Linked DNA regions of Rattus norvegicus: region 2 is linked to region 1. Evidence: chromatin contacts called from public Hi-C data. All regions are on one chromosome and are shown on one strand. Each heading gives the region's core, a stretch centred on a gene start, on an enhancer-like site or on the middle of the called end of the contact. The rest is flanking DNA. Distances are from core to core; before and after follow the strand shown.

Region 1 (5,098 bases), core at 1,578-4,077:
GTCAAACTGCTCAGCAGCCCTAGACAAGCCCAGGCAAGATGATGCCTTCCTCCATCCTCCCAGCTCCAACTTCAAAAGTGAACATGAGTATTACATATTTTCAATGAGAGGCTAGGCTGTCACACAATTCCCAAGCAAATATCAACCAAGGAAGAGGGGGGAAAATTACAGCTTTAATAATCCTACTTTTGAACAATCCCTCTGGTTTGTACCCAATGGTTGGTGTAGCTGAGAGTGTATTTTCTGTTTTAAAAACTACTCCAGTCCAGAACAGCTGTGAGGCTCTGAGAGAAAATGTTACTCTAGGCATCCTCCCCACCAGTTCCACCCAACTCTTCCCTGCCCACCCTTCCAGAAGTTCCTGCTTTAAGGTAGGGATCAGGAGCCTTGCGCATGTGTGAACTGCAAGCCTCCCTCCCACAGGCATTAAAGGTATCTATCCCTGCTTGTTTCTCCCAGCCTTCTCAGGAGCTTTTTATCAGCATAAGGAGAGACAGTGATGCCTTACTTATACTCAGAACGGAACTATATTGTCCAGGGCTCTGGGAATGTAGCCAATCGTGCACTGAGTGCAAGACTCAGCACCTGGTGTTGGACCTGTCATCCCAGCATCTGGGAAGAAGATTCAGGAGGGCCAGAAGCTCAAGGTCATCTTTGGTTACAAAGCAAGTTGTCCAGGCCAAACTGGCCTGCGTGAGTCTCTGTCTCAAACACATTTTAAAATAAAACACATAGACACACAAACGCTCCAATGTATTCTCAGGTTAGACACACAAACGCTCTGATGTATTTATTCTCAGGTTAAAAGGCCGTTTGTGGGCATCTGTTTGTCTTTATGGGATAGGAAGCTAAAATACCGGACAGTCAAGTTCATTATCAGTTACTTGGCACTGCTGAGTGACTTGCCCAAGGTCCCACGGAGGAAGGCAGGCTGGAGCAGGGCTTTCGGTATTCTCCCTGACACCAGATGAGAGTGATTCAAGACCCTCAGAAGTGGGAAGTGGGCTTGCCCTCCCATCGAAGCAACTACAGTGCTCACCTGCTCGTAGGGCCCTCTCTGTACAATACTGTGGCACTTTGGGACTGTGAGATTCAGGGATCCTCCAGAAGGGGGAAGTGGGAAACTCTCACACTGGCTTCCTTAGCCAGCCTTGGAGTTATCTGTGACTGTCCTATGGGTGTGAGAATGGAGTGACTCCACAGACAGGCAGTGGCCTATGGCAGCTGGCTATGGGTAATGTTAGGAGGCAAGGCCTGGCCCTGCTGGTTCATTGAAACCAATGAGGGCTACAGATTCAGACAGTAGGTGCCAGCTAGGACTGGGCTCTGGGGAGACGAGGGTCAGCTTGGGCCTTCTGATGTCTGCCTTGGTGCCCGTGCTTCCTGACAGCTCAGCTCAGCTGAACTGGCCAGCCACAGGGCCATGCCTCCAGGCCTGTTTCTCAATCTCGCTTCCGGGCAGGGCTACCCAGGCAGCGAGGCTCAAAGCCAAGGTTGCTGCTGCTTCTCTGTGACTTGCTTCAGCGTTAACGCCAAAGTTCTCACCACCTTGTCCTCTGGCTAAGGCAGCTCGGACAGGGGGAACCTCGACTTCCCACCCGTGAAGAGGACACAAAGACGCCCCGCCTCTCCAGATATTATAAAAGAATGCCTTAACCGGTGGCAGCTAGAGGTAGTGCGCAAGGCCCCTACTCAGTAGCTGGCAGCCCTGACTACTCACTGCCCTTCTCTTGGGGCTTCAGCTGCCCGACCCACAGAGATCCACGTGTGAGCTTAACGGGAGAGGGTGGCAGGGACAGAATGTAACTCCTGGGACCAAAGCTCAAGCCACTAGTCTTGCTGCAAGGGATCAAATTCCAGGTAGCTGCCCCGGCTGCTCCTCACTCCAGTTCTTCCTGGTTACTTGAGCCAAGCTGGTGATGGGGAAACTGGTGTGTATGCAAATTCTCTGTTGGGAAATGATCCCAGAGAGCTGAGCTGGGCCTTCCCACCCTGCCCTCCCACGAGCACCAGCAGGTAGTGACCTCTAGGTGCTTCAGCAAGTTCTGCTCCACAAGACTAACCCCTTGTGAGGGGGTGGGGGGACCCCAGCCTTCTCAGAAGCCAAAATGGCTGGTCTGCCTTTGCTTGTAGGCTGAGACTGGAAACCTCTGTACTGCTAGCCTGAATGGGGTGAAGCCCCCCGCACCCCCTCTGGGTCACTCTCCACTCGGCCCTCATCAGACTTCTTCAGGATATGGGACTATCTGGCAGTCCCTGGAGATCCTGGTACCTAACTAAGAACAAAAGAGATACTGTGCAAAGCCCAATTGGAGTGCTAATGCCCCCCAAACTGTGGGTGTCTTTCAGGGGATTAGGGTAGCCAGTTGTGGGGGGCAAGGCCAGTGCCCATCTCTGAAGCTCCATTTCCTACTTCCGTTTTTCCCTACTACCAAGGTTCTCTGCCCACCTTCCCCAGGGACAGCCTAACCCATCTCAAGGAGTTGGGTAAAGTGAGCAGACAACTTGGGGAGTCCTGCCAGAAGGAAGTTGGCCCAAGAACCCCAGAACCTTCATCCCAGGCTTCACCTCCTGGCTCATCTTGTCACTGGCCCACAGCAGACTAGGTGACAAGAACCTGTCCTGTGGGCCTCCTACTTCATGGGAAGGGTGTGGGAGACTTGGCTGAAAGAGGCAGGAAGTAGGGCCCTGTAATTAGGGAAGCCCAAGCTATCCTAAGCCACGGCATGTAAATCCTTCCAGTCAGTTCCTGGCGGGGGAGGAGGCCCAGCCTGTAACCTAGGGTGTGCCTTCTGAAGCTGTTCTCAAGGCAGCAGCTGGCGATCCTAAACTGCTTGCCAGTTTAAGGAACAGCAAAGAGACTCCGTGGGAGGAATGGCTTAGCCACCCCAGTTCGCAGTTCACCCAGCACACAGCATCCTGCTGCCACCTTCTGGAAGCTCCTGGTACTACTACTGCCTGAAGCCAGTGGCTTGCTCACTTGGGAGTCGCTAGTACTCTAAACCACTGATGTCTTTCTTTCAGGGGGTGAGGGTAGGCATGACTCCATGAGGTTTGAAATAATGGGCTGTAGAATTATGACTCTGTCTGGGAGAATATATAAACACCGACAGAGGAGGGGAACTCCTTTCGGCTTCTGTTTTGGACAGGGTCTCACTCAGTATGCAGTGCAGGACTGCCCTCTAAGTATCCCAGAGTCCTTAGATCACGAGTGTACGATTTTTGTCTAAGCAGTGAATTTCCAGAGGCATTCGCAGGAAGTTCTGAGTGTCCAGACAATGAATTATCCAAGACACACTCCTGGGCAGGAAGTACAGCTGACTGGTTGAGTATGTATGAGTTCAACGTGTACCAATCCCCTGCTCCAACCCTCAGCAATACGTGTTGCACACACATGCACTCGAGCATGTACACACAACTCACACATACACACCTTCAGGCTGGAAGAATAATCAGGGAGAAAAAGAATATAATCTCACAGACTTACGAACCGAGTCTGTCGTTTTGGCAGGAGGTGGGGAAAGACGCAGGATCTTATCACTAGTGTCAGCCCTGGAGGGGGCCTGGTACTCCAGGTCACCTAAGAAACATAGACCTCTTGACTCAGCAAACCTGACACAGCCCTCTTCTGCAAAATGATTTCCTCAGAAGGCTACACCGTCGGTAAGGGCACAGGCTAGAGAAACTAGCACAGGGCAGTGGAATCTTAGTCAGGAGGCAACGATCTCTTTGGAATTTGTTTTGGTTTTTGCTGTTTTGGACAACTTGAGATAGCAAAACCCCTCCTGCCTCAGCCTCCCATTTGCTGGCTGGGATTACAGGTGTGCACGGTAGACCCTATCAGGGAGTTGCTTCTCAGCTTTCGTGCTGTGGGTCCTAGGGACCAAACTGCAATCGTGAGGCTTAGCGGCCAATGCCTTCGCCTGCTGAGCTATCTTGTCAGCCCAAGAACTGGCTCTGTGGTATTTCCTAAACTAAGAAGCCACTTCAGAAAGGTAAGGCGAGGCACAGCCAGCTCCCTGCCAGCTCTGGAAACAGTGCTTCTGCGGTGGGGAGTGGAGCTGGGAGACCTCTGACCAGGAGCCTACAGTGGATTACTTAACGTGAATAATAAAAACTTGGACTACGCATACTTCCAACAGATGCCATTAAACCATGACAACAGTCACTTCTTCATAGAGGAACACATTTCACGCTCAGCAGTTTCTTGCGGTTCAACCTAATATTTATTTATAAATTATCCACATGTATTAATGAACTAATATTAACGTGTATTACACAACACATTCAAAGTGAAGAACTACAAAGGGCCGAGGTCCAGAGTGGGAACACATCGAAGATCTCATCTTCTCCTCCCACATCTCGAGCCATTCCACACCCGCTCCCTTTCCTTTGGACACCCCTGATGCCACACCTTGCTTCCTTGCAGACCCACCGTACGACTGACTCCAAAGAACAGTGCTCAAAATAAAACCTGTGCTTCAAATCCTGAGGCTGACCCCGCAGGTCCAGACCTGGAACTGCATTTTGAACACAGCATACCCACCACTACACCGCTGTACCCTCCCCTCACATTTTCATGCAAGGGCGCATGCACGAGACACACACACACACACACACACACAGAGAGAGAGAGAGAGAGAGAGAGAGAGAGAGAGAGAGAGAGAGAGAGAGAGAGAGAGAGCTAGCTCTCCTAGGCACTATTCAGACAGCCCCATGGTAGAAGTAGTGAACAGAACACTGCCCTCTGCTTCATTCTACCAGAACATCACGTCATAGCTTCTGAATAAATTTGCAAGTGTGCAAATGCCTTAGTGATCTAGAATAAGGCCGTGGGTGGGAAAGCCCAAATAGGTGCAAAAGCCAAGCTAGGAGTGCTTTACAACCACACTTGAACTTATGCGCTTACATACGCAGGCTCCTTGGCGCCCCCTTCATACTGCAAGGGCAGCACTTCCCTCTACACTAGCTGTGCCCATGAGCAAAAGCTCACGTTTTCAGGTGAAGACCCCACTGCCTGCTTCCTACTCTTGGAACAAAAGATTTTCCTGAAAGCAACGAATACAAACTCAAGAGTGGAGAAATGGTTTAACCTGTG
Region 2 (5,098 bases), core at 956-3,455, 46 kb before region 1:
TCCCCAGGGCAGTATAGTTAAAACAGCGTCAGGATGGAACCCAGCTCACCCCATCCATGCAGCCTGAGGCTGGCTGGAGCCTTGGGGAGGGCTACCCATGAATGCAAAAACTTGATTGAAATGCTTCAGCCTTGAGCCAGCCTTCAGGAATGCCCCACCCAGGCAGCTCCCGAATGTACACAGAGGGATATACCTGATTCACCGGGTCCGATAGAGAACAATGGAGCACCTGTCTCACCTACACTGGCATTCCCATTAGCCCATTACACACTTGAATGCACTCCCTCCCCCTCCAAAAGAAGCATTTCTTACCCAAACTCATCCTACCCCACCCAACACCCAGGCACCAGACGTTCAGTCCAGCACGCCCCACACCAAGCCACATTTCCTGCACCACCATTCAGCACCACCTACCAACATCAGATAAAGCTGCCTCAAAGCTTATGGACTGCTGAGCTCCCACCCTCCCCCATGTAGCATGGCGATGAGGTCCCATGCCAAGCCACATGTCCAGGGAGTGCGGTCTGCATATGCCTCACAGAAAGGCACATTGGCCTCTCTTACAGAGAGAAAGTTCTCAACCCAGACCATGCCCAGCTGGGCGTGCTGTCCGTAGTCAGGGCTGTGTACGTTCTTTCCATCCTAAATGAAGGTCAAAGCTATATTCATTATGTTCCTCCTTGCTAGGATAAGACACCTCACCAGAAGCAACTTGAAGGGGTTACCCTGGCATACTGTAAGGGGACACATCCCATTACGGCAAAGAAAGCATGGTGGTCACAGAGATTCAAACTCACGATGCAGAAATTTGTGCGGCATGGATTTGCCTTCTCCACTGCTATGTGACCACGTGATGACTGGACCATGTACATGTGGTCTCACAGGCCAGAAAAAAACGGCATTGGGTCTCCCAAAGCTGGTATTACAGGCTGTTCTGGGCTGTCCCGTGTGGGTGCTAGGAAAGAACCCAGGCCATCTACAAGAGCAGTAAGACAGTGGTATACTGCTGCCCACATTCAAAGAAGGTCTTCCCCACTCAGTAAACGCTCTCCCAGACACAACCAGAAGTGCCTCCTATGTGATTCCACATCCCACCCAGGTGACAATGAAGACGGCTCACTCTTCATCAGGTCTGAACTCTCATCTCAAAGGCAACTGAATAAACCAACGCCTGTGTTACATTCAGCCCACGCCATCAACCGTTCAGTCCAATAAGCATGCACACCATTTTCACTAACGGAACTGGTCTGTCTAGGAGTTCTCTGTGCTTATCCAGCTCCACGTAGCTTCCCATGCCCTTTCCAACATAGTGAACCTGGCCTGCTGGGTGGGTATCCAGTGCCTGGTGCCAGCTGCATCAGCTATGAGAAGGCTGTTACCAGCAGGGCCAGCTGCCAGCCTAGAGCCTGGCTGAAGGAATTGTGCCTGGAAGGTTGTGGATTTTTCTAAGCCCACACTTGACTCTGTCCACACCGATCCCGCCTGTGTGTGGTCTGTGGGGAGGCTGCACCAGGGAGGCATATCGATCAGGCTGGACGGGAGAAGAAAGGAAAAGACTTTCAAACAGCAAAGCTCGCCTCTGCAGAGGCTTGGAAAAAAACCCACAGATACAGGGCATGCAGGTTTCCCTCCCTGAGGTAGCCACACACTGTAAGATATGTGAGCCAGAGAAAAAGCGCAGTTCTGTGTGTGTGTGTGTGTGTGTGTGTGTGTTTTCACATTCGTGTGCGTGTGCCTGTGTACGTGCGCACACACCCACATCTGTGCCTATGAGCCCAGGAGTTGTTTAGCAGCTCTGAGTATTAATAACTCTCCTGTACCAACATGCATATGTAGCACCTGTACAGGTCAGAGAAATGTGTGTGCAAGCACGTAGTCACCCTGAACCTTCAAGCATGCCTGTTCACGCATGCTCAAGAACGCATGTGTTCTCCCTGCCCTCTGAGAACTTCCCCCTCCAAGGGTGGGAGAGGGACTTCCGTTGTGTACTGACAATTCTGTCAACTCTTACCTTCCAAACCAACCGTGACCAAATCAACTCCTAGGACTGTCATCCACCCCGGACTTCCCTCTCAGAAAGGAAAAGGTAGCCAGGGCTGTGTTTATTCAAGCTCAAATCCTGACGACCCGATCTGCTTAGTATGTCAGGAGACTGTTGTAATTGAGGTTTCTGGGCCCCGCCCCCAGACACTGGTTGACAGTAAACTGAGGTAGGCACAGGCTCCAGAGATTTTTTTAGCACTGCAGGAGTGATTTTAACACTGTTCCAGGACTAAAGACCCCTGCTCTTGCTGGTGTCCTTGCTCTCTGGCAGGACTGATCGTGAGATGTGACAGTGGCGCTCCAGCCCTGGAAACCTGAACACCCTGTATTGATCTCCCCACCTCGTACCTAGACCCTTCCCTAGGTACCAGCGCAGCAAAGCCGGCACACATCCACGCACCGCGGCTGCCCCCTGCTGGACGGAGCCTGCGGCGCTCTGCTGCTGCGTGACTTGTAAACTGGGTGCTAGAGTCTCTTAGAGAAAGCGTTAGTATAGCTTTGGTAGCATGCTCAGCTACTCGGGAGCTGAGACAGGAGGATTACTTGAGCCTAAGAATTTTGAGGCTAACTTGGGTAACATAAGGAGATTTTTTTTTTCAAGGAGACAATTAGGCATGAGAGCTCAAGCTCAGCACTTAGGAGACAAGCAAAGAATCAAGGAGAGAGTAAGAAGCCAAGGAAGGCTACCTAGTGAGTTCCAAGTCCCCTAGAGCTACGTAAGAAAACTCTGTCTTCAAAACAAAGGTCTAGGTCTAGCCTGGTGACCCACTCAGGAGCAGGGACAGGCGGACCTCTGTGAATCCAAGGCCAGCTTGATCTACACAATGAATTCCAAGACAGATCCTGCCTTGCAAAACAAAAATTAAACTGGGCAGTGATGGTGCACGCCTTTAATCCCAGCACTTGGGAGGCAGAGGCAGGTGGGTCTCAGTCAAGACCAGCCTGGTCTACATAGTGAGTTCTAGCCAGGCTACACAGAGAAATCTCCCCACCCCCAAAAAAAATGAGCTGGAGAGATGGCTCAGGGATTAAGAGCACTGGATGTGGGGCTGGGGATTTAGCTCAGTGGTAGAGTGCTTACCTAGGAAGCGCTAAGGCCCTGGGTTTGGTCCCCAGCTCTGAAAAAAAGAACCAAAAAAAAAAAAAAAAAAAGCACTGGATGTTCTTCTAGAGGTCCTGAGTTCAATTCCCAGCAACCACATGATGGCTCACAACCACCTGTAATGGGATCCGATGCCCTCTTCTGGTGTGTCTGAAGACAGCAACAGTGTATTCATATAAATAAAATAAATCTTTTTTTAAAAGAATTTTTCTAAAACAAAGGTAGGGGAGACTTCACACTCTTACACTCTCCTGTCAATTTTGACCTCCCCCAGCCTTCCATAAAGCCCTCTTCACAGCCACTATGTTTATGCTCCTCTCCTTTCTGAAGTACCTACTTCTTATACCAAGTCTCCCTGACCTCGCTGGAAATCCCCAGAGCAGGGGGAACAGGCCTGGGTCAGCAGGGGTCTGGAGAATGCAGCAAGCCTGCTGCAGTGGCTCCCTACTACTCTGGCTCTGTGCAAGCCAAGGCAGGACTTCTCATTCATACTCAACCTCTGGGGCAAGGGGTTCCCCAGTAAACTACCAGGGGCACCCACCACACTACATGCCAGGAACACATTTTGTTCCGAGCACTTCACTAGTAATAATTCACTTCACTCGCACAGAATTATCCTTATTTTGTTTTACAGTCTAGAAAACCAAGGCCCAAAGAGGTTCAGTGAGACCCAAAGTAGGGTCATCCCAGGGATTAGCTCAGGAAACCATACTGTTAACTGCCCTTCCCTCTTTTTTTTTTTTTTTTTTTGTGTGTGTGCCTGAAGTAGCCTAATTTATTTTTGTTATTCTTGGGGTTTTAGATACAAAAGGTTTTCAAAAAATATTTTGAACAAAATTGGACATTTTTGATCATTATTTCTTTAATTCTATTTAATGCCCCCTTTTTATTCTCAGTTGACTCAGAATAAACTTTAGGGTACTGGGACACAGATTCATATACTATCCAAGAACATTTCACTTCATGAAACTAGACAAAGACTAATTGAATCATATATTATAATTCCTTGGTCAATAATTCCTTTTTAAAAGACAAAACACATATAATTTATAAACCAATGGTAGAAATAAGGTCATCATGGAAATGCATATAAAAATACAATAATAGTACTACATTCCCCTTAGGATGGCTACAACAAAACCAGAAGATAACAAGTGCTGACAAGAAAGGAGAAAGCAGAAGCTTTGTGCAATGTTGGTGGGAGTTGTAGTTGGTAGTCATGATGACTAACAATGCAAAAATTCCTCAAACACTTACAACAGACCTTCTGTATGATCCACCTTTCCATTTTGAGTACAGACCTGAGAAAATTAAACCATAAACTGAGCATGGAGATGAACATCTGTAATCCAAGAATTATGTAGCTAGAATCAGGTAAATGCCAAGTTCAGGACAAATCTGTGTACATGGTAACAGTAAAAGAATCTGTGTCCCAATACCCTAAAGGTTATTCTAAGTCAACTGAGATAGACTAAGAGTGAGATTATGTTTCAAGAGAGAGAGTAAAGGCTGGGAAGAATATTAAAGGGAATCTTGAAGAAGACTCCTGAACCTAATGATCATTGTGACATTATTCAAAATAAACAAAAATTCAAAAGTAGCCACAATGGAAATCTTAGTATAAAAATGTAGAAGTTACGCGGGTTCTGCCTTCCAGCTCCATGCTGAATCAGTAGGGAATCTATGTCCCCACTGGCCCAGGCTGGTTCCCCAGTCCCTTCCCAGCGGAAGTCAGCCTGGAGTCTCTGCCCGACCGGCAGCTCAGGGGCTGTGGAATCTTTTGCTTCCTTCTTAATTTTTCTGACAAGAGCAGATGCCACAGCAGCTGACAGCCAGCCTGTCGGGTTGAATGGGAAGGCGGGCCCAGAGCTCGTTTGTCTGGTGGAAAAATGGATTTGGACAAGGGGACGGCTGAGTTTCAGGAGACAGGGAGCACCCATGGGTGACAGGTAC

The links. A called contact is a pair of places that touch in the nucleus more often than the background predicts.
Region 2: a contact with region 1 is called in a Hi-C map of mammary epithelial cells, with 2.8 times the contacts expected there. The contact joins two enhancer-like sites. A contact is called at or near these places in 6 of 12 Hi-C or Micro-C datasets (the A7r5 cell line, Schwann cells, kidney and 3 more).

Annotation. Positions count from the first base shown.
Region 1 is chr5:142,655,405-142,660,502 of GRCr8, reverse strand. No RefSeq gene overlaps it. Among named protein-coding and RNA genes, the nearest start is that of Zc3h12a, 12 kb to the left of the region's middle. Within about 2 kb of position 2,827, at least 34 of the 93 cell types and tissues checked have an H3K27ac peak or open chromatin away from gene starts, as enhancers often do.
Region 2 is chr5:142,700,923-142,706,020 of GRCr8, reverse strand. No RefSeq gene overlaps it. Among named protein-coding and RNA genes, the nearest start is that of Trnap-agg51, 9.2 kb to the left of the region's middle. Within about 2 kb of position 2,205, at least 2 of the 93 cell types and tissues checked have an H3K27ac peak or open chromatin away from gene starts, as enhancers often do.